Regions from separate parts of the Gossypium arboreum genome. Here region 1 is linked to region 2. The links are chromatin contacts, called in public Hi-C maps. All regions are on one chromosome and are shown on one strand. Each heading gives the region's core, a stretch centred on a gene start, on an enhancer-like site or on the middle of the called end of the contact. The rest is flanking DNA. Distances are from core to core; before and after follow the strand shown. Region 1 holds the start of LOC108453373 (LEC14B homolog). Region 2 holds the start of LOC108453834 (pentatricopeptide repeat-containing protein At2g30780).

Region 1 (3,546 bases), core at 280-2,779, 230 kb before region 2:
TGATCAGGGGAAAGGGATGTGTCAGTAACAGTCCAACGCAAACTTTTGGCAAGAATGTTCTTCTGAACTTTCCAGCCTCTATCCACATTGTATATTCTAATATCGCTTCCCTGAAACCAAAATTCACAATCAAATCAAATCAAGCCAATTACTAGCTACAGTCCAATGAATTCAATGTCAATCCGATCAATGATCAGATATAAGACAAGCAACACTACCTGAAACCCAGCAACGAATAGAGAACCATCAGCTGAAAATTGAGAAACATAGGCTCGGCTGGTCATCTGGTCCGCAAGCCAAGGACCATTTACCGGCAAATATCGGCTAATCATGTGACAACGATCTGCTGATGAGAATCCTCCTCTTCTTGAATAATTACCTTCTCGACCTGCCAACATTTTCACTGGGGAAACAGGTAATTTTTTCTTTCCTGGCATGAGTTGATGCAATCGTTCATTAGGCACTGATTTAAGGTTTGTAAGCTGGGCAATCTCGTGGTCTACTTTACAGAATGGTTTGTCGGACCTGTTACTGCAACCAGCTTCACTGGTGACATTACCGCCTTCAAACAACTCAGATTCTATCTCCAGCCTACTCATGGCATACCCCATTTCAACAATGGCAACCCACAGGCTGTAACAAACATTTTCAATATAAAAGCACTACAGAAACTTTTACATGTGCATAAACACTCATACATATATGTACATATCTAGTAAACCTTCATATCAAAGGATATTTTGTTCAGTTCTTAATATTTCAAACCTGAAAAGAAAAAGAAAAAACATGTAGAAAAACAAAAAGAGATTTGTAATTGACAAATCATGTTAACTGACCCGGTTGAAATCACATGCATACCAATAAAAAGAGTAGAAAAAGCCCAAAATTAAGACAACTGTTAATTGACTCTGGTTAGGATCATAACTAAATATAACATCTTTGTGTCCTCTATCACGTTGAATTGAGTGATAAGCATAAGCTAGGAATTAAACCAAACCCAATTCGTTTATTAATAAAAAAAAAAAAAACCAATTCTAAATACAAAACAAAAGGCAAACTTTCATCTATACTGACTTAGAATTTGTCACAATTACGAGCACCAATTCAAATTGTCAGGAAAGAACAGAATACATGCAAAACAAAAAGAGCATCCAATGATTCGACCGTCAAACAAAGGAAAACCCAAAATTTCTTGAACATACAAGTAACAACTAAGAAGGCAGCTGCATGGTAAAAGGAATGATTATAAAAAAATAAATAAAAATTAAAAGAAAACTTAAGACAAAGTGGATAAGAGTGAAGTGTGAAGGCTTAGCTTTACCTAATAATTGTGTTACGGAGTGTTGAAGCCTTGGATTTTGCTGAGATTCAGTCAGACTGAGATTAACAGTTAGCCCGTAATGTTTATATTTTATTTGTTTTCTTATTGGGGGAAAATTACATATATTCTGAGTCACGAGTTAGGGTGGTTGATGATTTGAGCGGCCGCAATGTGCACACCTAATCCCTTTACATCTTCACACGTGTTCATTTGTAATGGCCTTTTGTAATGTATTTATTTCTCTTAAAAGTTAAATCTGCATCTCGTATGTGGCTAAACAAGGCCTATACGCCAATTTTATTTTTTAATCGCGGATTTTAACTTTAATTAGAGAAATATGTTGTTTCTAAGAAAGAGTTTAAAAGCGTGTTTAGTTTAGCGTATTTTTACATAATTTACAAGAATGTACGTCTAACTGAATGCGTTTTTCTTTTAAGGGTATATTCTTCATTGCTTTTGGGATGAATTTTTTAAAAAAAAAGTAATTTTCTCTTAAAAATAATGAAGAACACATATCATTGGGGCAACTTTTTTAACTTTTGGGATGAGCTTTTTTAGAGATGAAAAAGCAGTAAATTTTAACTTTTTCAGCCAAAAAGCACTTTTGGCTATTATTTTACCTTTTTAACCTTACTTTTTGATTTAAAATGTGTTTAATGCTATTATTTTGTGTTTTAAAATGTGTTTGATGCTATTATTTTGTGTTTTCTTTCTTGGTTATTTAATATGATTTTTACAAATGTGTTAAAAGCATTAATTAAAAATAAAAATATTTTTAAAATAATATAATTGTGTCAATATCTAATTACAAATATTTAATTATTATATTTAAATATTTAAATATAGTTTATATATTCTAATTAAATTTAATAAATAATTAATATTAATTACTTAGAAATATTTAAAATTAATATTATATATTAAAATATTAACAATAAGTTATAATAAATTATTTTTTATATTTTTACTAAAATATCATAATATTAACTAATTTGAACATTATTTAAATACATATTTGTTACTTTATAATATCATGTCTAAAATGGACATTTTACTTTTCAAAAGACTTTTTGACAAAGAATATCAAACACTTAAATTTTTCTAAAACACTTCTCAAAAGTACTTCTCAAAAGCACTTTTCTACAGCACTTTTCAAAAGTACTTTTCAAAAGCAATGAAGAACTGGCCCTAAGTAGCAATTTTTAACTTTTTTATTATTAGTATCTTTGATTAGATGTTTAAATGTTAGATGGTTTTGTTCTTAGGTCTCAAGTTCTATTCCTCTCCCATTTATATTTATATTTTTTATTTCATGTTATTTTAAGCTTTTTCTTCTTTTTTAATGAATGTTTTTAACATGTTAGCTTCTTCGGTTGAATGGTTAAATAATAATGCTTTCATCATTAAGCTTCTTCGGTTGAATGGTTAAATAATAATGCTTTCATCATTGAGACTCAAGTTCAATTCTCATTTTCTAAACACATTTTTAATTTTTATTTCATATCGTTTCAAGTTTTTTATTTTATTTTAATTTATCTTTTTAATTAATAACTTTTTTATTCATAAAATCAAATAATTATTACAAATATAATTATTTTAGTAAATATTGTTAGATTTGTAAAATAAATCTAAAATAAAACCTGAATAAACTAGGATCTATCATGTCAAATCATCAAGAATAAATCAAGAATAAAACTATACGCGAAAACATACTTGAATCCATGAATTCCTTAAAGTTTTACTGGATCTTGAGGATTTGATCTTTCAAATTAGCACACAAGAAATTTAGAGAATATCTGCTCTCTCTTTCTTAATAATGAGATATTAGAAAAGATATCTTGTTGTGTAATTTGGGGACCATAACCCTAATATTTATAACCTTGGCATATTAGTTCTAGTTCCTAATTAGCCTATCATTAATTAAAATTTGATTAGAATTCAATTATTAGAGTATCTACACATATTTAACACATACTTTATTTAATAATTAAAGCCCAATAAAATTCTAACCAAATTAGATCACTTTTAATTTGGGCTAACTTATCATGATAGTAAATAATAACATGTAATTACCTTTATTATATATGTGATGCCCATATTTTCCAACGATCTCTCACTTGGACCACATATATATACTAATTACTCTATAATTACATGTCATTATACAACCTTATGAGTTCAAAATTTTACTATCATATCCAAAAGGCATTCCGAACAATCTTGTC
Region 2 (3,658 bases), core at 984-3,483:
TACTTAACAAATTCATAATTGGGCAAGTTGACCATTTTGCCCCTAGACTTTTGCAAAATGATCATTTTAACCCTAGCCCCGAAAATCGATTTTTATCGAATTTCTTAATATCTTAAGCCTAGCCAAACCCTTTTTACTCTTACAGCAACCCAAAATTTTTATTATCTCTCACATTTATCATCTAATTTTCAAGTTATGCAAAATGGTCCTAGTTAGGGTTTTCATGGAACCTACTTCACAAAAGTTGTTTATTACACAACCATAACTCATATTCTTCCATAAAATTTCAATTAACAACACATATGCTTTCATGTAAAAACCCTAGACTCTCAACCATTTTTCAAAATAGTCCCCTCATTTGAAAGCAGGGTCGTAGCCACGGGGGCTGGCATGGGCCCCGGCCCCCCTAAAATGTAAAATTACATTTTAGGCCCTTAAATTTTTTTAAAAATTTTAAATTAATAAAGGTAAAATTTCACTTTGGCCCCCCTAAAATTATAAAAATTCGATTTAATCTTTTACAAATTATAAAGATATAAACTATAAAAAATTAAAATTTCATCCGGCCCCTCCTAAAAAAGTTTTCTGGCTTTGCCCCTATTTGAAAGCTCATGTTACAAGGGTTCTAAAAGTAAAAAAATCATCAAGAAAAACCATCAAGATCACTTACTTGAGAGAGTTACAAGTTGCTGAAATTTTCAAACTTTCAAACCCAAGCTGAATTTTCGGTGGAGAAGAAATGTTGAAAAGGGATGATATCTTCTTTTATTTTATTTCTATTTTAGTCAAAAGCTACCAAAACCCACCTAATTTGACTTTTTGACCATTCTTGTCCCTATGGCCAGCCAAGCACTCTTTTTAGGGTTTATTTACCCTTTAAAGACCCCCAATTTTGGTTCTCTAGCTATTTGACACCCTTAGCTATCAAAATAGGACTTTTGCACTTTATGTGATTTAGTCCTTTTTCGCGATTAAGTTCTCAAATGCTAAAATTAATTCACCAAATTTTTCATGCACCTTTATAATCATGCCATCACACATAAAATAATATTAAAATAATTTCTATGACTTTGGAATAATGGTTCCGTAACCACTGTTCCAACTAGCCCCAAAATCGGGCTGTTACAGGATGTCTGTCACATGATAGATTTTGTGTTTCATTTGACTTGATAGGATAAAAAAATTGAGCCCATGTGATGTTTGGTGACCAACAACTTCATGTTCCCAATGAAGAGTAGGCCCCTCGTTACTAAGATGGTCACTCTAGAAGGGTGAGTACTTAGTGGTCTCTCAGCTTTCTGGTGGCAGACTTACTGCTCAGGTGCCTTTTTTGCTAGCCACGTGTCTTTGATACGAATGGGGTATAACAATTGATGTAAGGCATAAAGATAAGTTTAGCCCTTAGCGTTTACTCTTTTTTTTTCCATTTTGGCATTTTTTTTGTCATTTTGGCTCTCAACCTTTAAATTTTAGTTAAATTACTTGCTTTTAGGCAGAAAATCTGACTAAACTGTTAAAATTTTAATGATATTGACGTGGTAGCTCATGTGGCATTTTACGTATACTTCACTGCTACTAAAGATAAATTTTTGTAAACCGTTTAGTCAATTTTCCATCCAAAAGCAAACAATTTGACTAAATTTAAAAATTAAAAGGCCAGAATTACCCCCTAAAAAAAGAATAAGGGCTAAAATGACAAAATGAATAAAAAAGAGACTAAACTTTGCCATAAAGTAATAGCCATGTAATATATAATAAATTATGAGACATTCACAATATGAGTAAAAATAAAGTTATGTAATAAATATATTTGTAACATTGAAATAAAAATCTCTTTCAAAATAATATAATTTATTTTGAAAAGTAAGGTATTTTATTTGAAAAAATGTTATATAACAGTAAGGCAAAACTCAAAAGAATTCACAAATAAATTTCAGCCACAAATTTTAATATTTCTTAATTTTATTTTTTAAATATTTTTTAAGATTTAATATCAAATTTTAATATTTATTGTTTAGAATTCAATCATATTTAAGGTTTAGATTTTTTTACTTCTTTGTTTCTTTAATTTTTTTGTTTTTATATATTTAGAGTTTTATAATTTTATAAAATATTTAATTAATATTAAAATTTATATTAAATATAAGTAAAAATAAATTATAAATATAAAATTCTACTATTAAATCGAAAAGAAATAAGGGCTTATATTTGGCAGTGAAATTGATTGAATTTTAGGGACTGTTAAAAGGAAGTCTTTCCCTTTTTATTTTTATTTCAATTAAGTTGATAGTGGGTTAATTCGAGTGCAACTCAACTATGGGTTAAAGTATAGATATACGGTACGGGTGGCGGCTGGGTTTGTTTCAGAAGCATCGTCTCCCGACCCGGTCCGGCTTATCCAAGCTATAGCAACGTTAAGGGTAAATGTAAGATTGGAGACAATTTGTCGTCCCGCTTTTTAAATCAGCCACCAAATCTGAATCGTTACCTCCCCACCTATTTGGCTATTTCCAATCTCAGGAATCGTCTTCTTCGCTAAAACCCTCCTTAAGCCCTAACTTCTTTTTTTTTGCCGAAATACCCCATGTCTCCCTTGGGATCCCAATGAAGCGCGTTCTAAAAATCTCAGACGCTGCAGCAGCCCAATCGGAGAAGCTGCTATTGAATCTCCACAGGCACCCTTCGAAACCCAAATCTTTAATCTCACTTTCGAGTGCTACTCCAAGATCCTCCCTTTTCAGATTTTATGGAGACACTGTTGCCCCTGCCACGCATGCTCCCCTGCCCAATAAAGTCCCCGTTAATGTTATCAGCTTGTTCATTGAAAAGCTTTCTCTGGCAGACTCCCAACGCCGCCCCAAACAGGAATTGATGCAGAAAGTGTTTCAGCTCAGAATGGAATTGGTTAACGGTGTTTATTCTTCAGGGGAAGTGGTCCAGATTTTGGAGGGGAGAGGTGATTGGTTACTTGGGTGTTATGAATATCAGGGTGGTGTGCCTGCGCGTACCAAAGAAACCGATGACCGTGCTTTTTCAGAGTTATTGAAAAATCTGTGTTCTTGGCCTAATTTGGCATTGGAGGTATGTTTTTCTAATTTTCTTCTTTTTTGTTTGGATTTAGGATGAAATATTTTCTGGGTTTTTGTTTTTGTTGTGAGGGGGGGGGGGGTTTGAAGCTCCATGGTAGACATTGGTATATGTTGGATATATGTTTTCATAGTAGACTGTTCCTTCAGGTATTTAATTGGAGGAGAAGAAAGATAGAACAAGGTTATCCCATGACGTCGGAAGAATATGCTAGTGGCATCACTATTGCTGGTAGGATTGAGAATGTAGATCTTGCTGTTGAGCTCTTTTCCGAGGCTGATAGTAAGCGGCTCAAGACAACTTCTACCTACAATGCGTTAATGAGTGCCTATATGTTCAATGGTCTCATTGACAAATGCCAATTAGTGTTTCGGAATCTAAAAAAAGAACCGTATTGTAGTCCCTCAATTGTAACTTATAACATTCTTATATCAGTCTTTGGTCGTTTGATGCTGATTGATCACATGGAGGCAGCATTTCAGGAGATTCAACATTTAAATCTCTTCCCTAATGTAAGTACCTATAACAATTTAATTGCTGCATATGTGACTGCTTGGATGTGGGATCGGAT

Evidence for each region. A called contact is a pair of places that touch in the nucleus more often than the background predicts.
Region 1: a contact with region 2 is called in a Hi-C map of leaf, with 6 times the contacts expected there. The contact joins the promoter of LOC108453373 here to the promoter of LOC108453834 in region 2. A contact is called at or near these places in 2 of 5 Hi-C or Micro-C datasets (both in leaf).

What each region holds. Positions count from the first base shown.
Region 1 is chr8:127,672,953-127,676,498 of ASM2569848v2, reverse strand. LOC108453373 (LEC14B homolog) reads right to left here and starts at 1,529. Exons shown (of 10, transcript XM_053018004.1): 1 at 1,322-1,529; 2 at 219-591; 3 at 1-110. The coding sequence starts at 437.
Region 2 is chr8:127,440,993-127,444,650 of ASM2569848v2, reverse strand. LOC108453834 (pentatricopeptide repeat-containing protein At2g30780) reads left to right here and starts at 2,233. Exons shown (of 3, transcript XR_001866645.2): 1 at 2,233-3,081; 2 at 3,237-3,658.